Linked DNA regions of Mus musculus: region 1 is linked to region 2. Evidence: chromatin contacts called from public HiChIP or PLAC-seq data. All regions are on one chromosome and are shown on one strand. The core of a region is the stretch at or near the end of the contact, and the rest is flanking DNA. Distances in the headings are between cores, read along the strand shown.

Region 1 (2,700 bases), core at 197-2,696, 240 kb after region 2:
AGCTAATGGGTTTTGAATATATTTAGGGTACTTTTCCTTTGGGGTAATTGTAAACAACAATTAGAGAAACATACTTAAGCAAGCTTCTTTTTAAAAATTATTTATTTTCATTTTATATGTATGAGTGTTTGCCTGCAACTATGTATGTGTACCGTATTCACGCAGTACCTGCAGAGGCCAGCAGAGGGTGTCAGATCCCCGGAAATGGAGTTAGAGATGGTTGTGAATGTCAGCATAGATGCTGAGAACAAAATCTGGCTCTTAAATGCTGAGCCATCTCTCCAGCTCATGAGCAAACTCCTTTACTGGAATGTTCTCATTTCTCATATATAAAGTGTAAAAAGCCACATGAAAGTGCTCAGTCTATGAGAGACCACATGTACAAACATGGCTCCCATAACATTAGGCCGCCCAATGATGTCTCAGCTGTCTTAGTTTATGTAAACACACTTTGTGTTTGTACTATGACAAAAATGTCTTAATATTACCTTCCCCAGAACTCAGCCTATCATTAAGTGACATCTGACTTTAATTAGGGTCTCCAAAGCAAACCGGAAATGTGAAGGTTGGAAGATTGAGTGAAAGATTTTTTAAAGTACAATCTGAAGAAATTATGGCACATGGCTTTGTTCTTTTTTTTGTTTGTTTTATTTATTTATTTATTTATTTATTTATTTTCCAAAACAGAGTTTCTCTGTATAGCCCTGGCTGTCCTGGAACTCACTTTGTAGACCAGGCTGGCCTCAAACTCAGAAATCCGCCTGCCTCTGCCTCCCCAGTGCTGGGATTAAAGGCGTGCGCCACCATGCCGGGCGGCTTTGCTCTTTTAAGCCTAGCATCCTAGAAGTTGACCTGGGTCGGAGTGGCTTACTAGTCACACTACTCAGAAGTTAGGGTGATGGCCTGAGTACCCGGAGGTTTCTGCTGCCCTTTGATGGGTTTGTGTATAGGCTAAGAAATGGCTCTCAGTCTTTCTCTTGGGGTCATCTGTTTGCTCCTGAGTGGGTCCAGGCCAGTTGCTTGCAAACCAACATGGCAGGCATATGATACCATGGGATTCTTTGTGTGTCTTCCCAGCTTCTGTTAAATGTCTGAATGTTCCGCATTGTGCAGGCTACTGGTTATATCATGAGCTTTGAGTTTCCTCTGAAATTCTCCACCAAGAATGCATGGTTAGCTGGGAATGACAGCACACACCTTTAATCTCAGCCCTGGGGAGGCAGAGACCAATGGATCTCTGTGAGTTCCGAGAAGTCCCAGCCTACACAGAGAGTAGACAGCCAGAGAGCTACAGAAAGAGACCCTGATTTAAAAACCGTTCCAAATAAGGCTAGTTCCTTAGAAAGATCAGGGAAGATTTTTGCCTTGAATTACTTTCTGGACGGAGCTTCCTCCTCTGTACTCAGTGGTCAGGGGTATAGGGAGCAGCTCATTTTCTTCCTGAGCTAGTGTGACACGTGATTCTATAAGCAGACACAAAGGACAGGAAGGTGGGAGGTAGGAAGTAGAGCCTGGGCTTCCTCCGGATATTAGCGTTCCAGGATAGAACTTCCTCTGTGTAAGCAATCTGGGCAAGAGACAGCTGCAACCCTGCATTCTGGGTCTGGTGCAGTTGGAGTTGAAACCTCAGAGCAGGAGTGAGGTGGAGAGCATCAGGGGATGGAGGAAGGAGGAGGTGAGGAGAGTGGGAATCACAGCTGCTTCTGCTGCCTCCACAGGTGGAGGACTTGAATCTCAGTGATGGGTGTGGGTGGGGAAGGCGGCTGATTGCTGTTGGCTTGCCCTTCCCAGGGGTGAAACCACAGCCCTATGGGAAATGCAGTGGCAAGACCCCCTTGAACATCCTACCCAGAGTAGAGAACTTGGCATAGACTATTCTCTAGAACTAGGGGGCGGGGGCGGGGGCAGGGCACACGGAGAAAACAGCCGCTCATATGCCACAGACTCCCACTGAGCCTTGTTGAGATTGAGATTTAGAAAATGTTCTTGCCAGGATGATTCTCCATTTGCTGTGTATCCTTGAGACGATTGCTGAAAATGTTGCCTGGTGTATCATTTTCTCCAGGCAGATGGTTTTGTTTTGGAAGAGAAAGATGCTTCAGCGATCTGCCACTCTGGAAGGAAATCTCAATCCACGCTTAAAAATTAAAATGGTTGTCGATTTTGTATTTTTTTTTTTAGATTTATTTATTTTATTATATGTAAGTACCATAGCTGTCTTCAGACACTCCAGAAGAAGGCATCAGATCTCATTACGGATGGTTGTGAGCCACCATGTGGTTGCTGGGAATTGAACTCAGGACCTTCGGAAGAGCAGTCAGTGCTCTTAACCACTGAGCCATCTCGCCAGCCCGATTTTGTATTTTTAATATCCACCTTTGTGGAGCCTCTGGTTGTATTACAAACCTTTCTCACTGATATGACAAGGTATCCAGCAGAGGCGACTTAGGGGAAGCAAGGTTCATCTGTGCTCAGGGTCCAGGAGGGTCCGTCCATCATGGCAGGGCACAGCAGAGGTTGTGACAGCAGGGACAAGTGACTGGGACTCCCACACGCCACAGACCAGGAAGCAGAGCAGGGGCTGCTGAACCTACTCCGTTTCTCCTCCCCTCCCGCAGGTTTTTACTCAGTTCTGGAAGCCAGCTCAAGGAGGGAGGGGGAGTGGAGGGGCGGGGAAGGAAGGAAGAATGGAAGTTGCAA
Region 2 (2,700 bases), core at 47-2,546:
TTTCTCTCTCTCTCTCCACCTCTCTCTCTCTCTCTCTCTCTCTCTCACACACACACACACACACACACACACACACTTTACCCTTTTCAATAGACACTATAATGATTCTAGGTCTTGCTACACTGCACAGAGTTAAAAGGAACACCTTGGGCAAGTGGTTCTTCAACATGCTAACTTCATTTCCTTTGGACACAGGCATGACCCTGGACTGGGATAATGTAGATCTGTTTTTAACTTGTTTTTAAAAACAAAACACTGCATATCCACAAGCATATCCATGTTCCCACCAACAGTGTCTGGCCTCTGCCTTCTCAGATCCTCAGCCATGCTTGCTAGCCTTTTTGCTCTTGATCATAGGTGGTCTAACAAATGTGTGGGGAGAATGCCTGACGTTTTGAGTTTATGTGTGTTTGGTGCCTAATGAGAGTACAGCTACCTCTTTAACTCCTAGAACCCAAGACAGGAGCAGCTACATCACCCTGTGGTCTCTTGCCTGGTTCTCGGCTCTTTGGGAGGTGCTTCTGTGTGTGCAATCACCAGATTTCACATCTTAGTGAAGAGGTGGGTGTCAAGTGGCTCTCTTAGCCACAGCTACATCCCTGCTGCTTGGAGCCATACTCTCACATGTAGGCACTCCATATTTGCTGAGTGAAAAGAAAATAAGCAAATAATTAAGTGGGTGAAATTCAAGACTAAGGCCTGGAGTGTGCCCCCACCTTGTGGCTCAGCTTGGATCTGCAACCCTTGGTGACCCAAAGTCAGTCTTCAAGTCTGGCCACCAGGCTGCCAAGCCTAGCAGGAAGTAGCTGTCGTCGTTCCTGACCCTGCCACGAGGGGGCAGATGTGTCCCATATTTTCAAGGCAACACCAGCCGCTCTGTCGCCCTAGCTGCAAAGGCACCTTGGGCATCAGGCTGAGGGAAATGTTAAATTGCTCTGCCAATATCCGTCCAGCTCAGGGACTGCTACATAGGTACTAAATGGGGCAGGGGTGGGGTGGGGTTATGAAATGGACATCTTGGGTCCTAACCCTAAGTGTGTTGGGCGCTGAAGTGAGCCTTACATATTCTGTTGTTGAGGCAGCGGGATCCCCTAACCAAAGCACTGAAGCCCTCTCCATGTTTTGATTCCAAGCAATGTCACCAAAATGGAGAGGTAGTGTTGAGTCAGCTCCTACACGTTGCTGCTTCCTACAGAAGGAGGCAGGATAACCAACCAGGAAGCTGCTGAGGCGTGGATTAGTAGCATGTGTTGTCTGGCTGGGCCAGTGAACTGTCCTGGGTGCCTGTGTCCTTGTCTCACTTCAGCTGGTCCCTCAGGCATCTCAAGGCAGGCGATGAACACAGTGATGCTGCATTTATAGGTCAAGGGACTGAGAATAAGAATGGCTAGTTAACCAGCTGATAGGCACTCCACTGGAATGTGACTGGGCTGGGATTGCAACCCAGGCAGGCCGTCTGGCTTCTGCCCACCGTGAGACTAGGGATTTGGGAAGGCATGAAGTCTGAGACTTAGAGGTGGCAGTTGAACACCGGGGGAGGTTGAAACATACAAACACCACTGACTGCCAAACGTCTTACCTCTTTTAATGCTCGAAGTCAATCTCTAATCTGACCAGGGACCTGAGCACATTCAGGCCCTTCATTCCCTCAGATGGGATGGAAGGAGCTAGCATCTGGGAAGGCCCCTTACCTCATCTCTGGAGGTGGAGGTAGAGGGGGAGGGCGATGCTGTCACCCAGCTCTCTGCAATCTGCCACACTCGGGGAGTTCTAGTCTCTATTGCTCTTTGGAAGTCACCTCTATACCCTTTCTCCCAGCTCCTAGAGATTCAATTCTGGCTGCTCCACTGTCCAGAAATGACAAGGGTGGGTATAAAGAAAACTAGACTGTGTGCCTGAAGTAAAATATGCCCTCAGCTGCTCCCTTTCAAGGGTTTGGGAGGACTAACTCAGACCTAAAGGGAAAAGCTTCAGGCTGGTCTCTCTTCCAGCGCGGTATCCCTCAGACCCTAGCTCATTCAGATGTGGAAGGGGGCAGGGCTCAGCAGAGGCCAAGGACAGGGACCTCGGCAGATAGCCTGGGTGAGTGCAGGCAGCTGGGCTCTCGTGAAGGTCAAAGTGGCAGAGAGGTCAGATGTCCTGAGAATGGAGGGCCTAGTCAGGCACGTTTCTGCCACTTAGTGGCTGAGAGGTAGGTGACTTCACTGTTAGGTCAAGGACAATGACATAATTTGTCACAGACCCAGAGAGCCCTCACTTCTTGGTCGCTGCCTCTAGAGTCAGGAGCAGCTTTTGTTCCCAGATGATAGAGTGGTAATAGGTACCTAGTCATATGGTTAGGGGCTCCCACTGAGCAAGGCCACTCTATCCTGCCACAGAGCCATTTCCTCTGCACTGACTGGCCTTTCTCCCTCAGGGAACCTAGCTTCTCCATCCCTGGTGCCTGTTCTGACCTGAGCTTGGGCCAACAGAGCTGTCCCTGCGGCAGCGACTGCAGAGAAGGCTTTGCAAGCTCATGCTCCCGCCTCTGTGGCACTGGAAGTTTCCACAAGGTTCTCTTGCTTGAAATAATGAGAAGTCCATACATAGGTTCTGCAGAACAGAAAGGAAGGGACAGGGTGGGAGAGCAGGCAGTATGTCTGTGTGCCATTACCATGGGTCAGATGGGCAGGAGCACTGAGGTGCCCACCTCTCTCCTGA

Evidence for each region. HiChIP or PLAC-seq counts read pairs in DNA pulled down with a chosen protein or histone mark.
Region 1: a contact with region 2 is called in an H3K27ac HiChIP or PLAC-seq map of SST interneurons, with 2.9 times the contacts expected there. The contact joins two enhancer-like sites. A contact is called at or near these places in 4 of 484 Hi-C or Micro-C datasets (cerebral cortex, embryonic stem cells, palatal mesenchyme and 1 more) and 1 of 115 datasets of contacts at active chromatin or transcription factors (SST interneurons).

Annotation. Positions count from the first base shown.
Region 1 is chr6:126,806,790-126,809,489 of GRCm38.p6, forward strand. It overlaps the pseudogene Gm29788. Among named protein-coding and RNA genes, the nearest start is that of 1700018A23Rik, 14 kb to the right of the region's middle. Within about 2 kb of position 1,447, at least 17 of the 459 cell types and tissues checked have an H3K27ac peak or open chromatin away from gene starts, as enhancers often do. A contact at or near this core is called in SST interneurons, where this site is marked.
Region 2 is chr6:126,563,220-126,565,919 of GRCm38.p6, forward strand. Gm33449 (a long non-coding RNA gene) reads right to left here. Exons shown (of 2, transcript XR_378038.3): 2 at 820-2,700. Among named protein-coding and RNA genes, the nearest start is that of Gm33320, 6.0 kb to the left of the region's middle. Within about 2 kb of position 1,297, at least 19 of the 459 cell types and tissues checked have an H3K27ac peak or open chromatin away from gene starts, as enhancers often do. A contact at or near this core is called in SST interneurons, where this site is marked.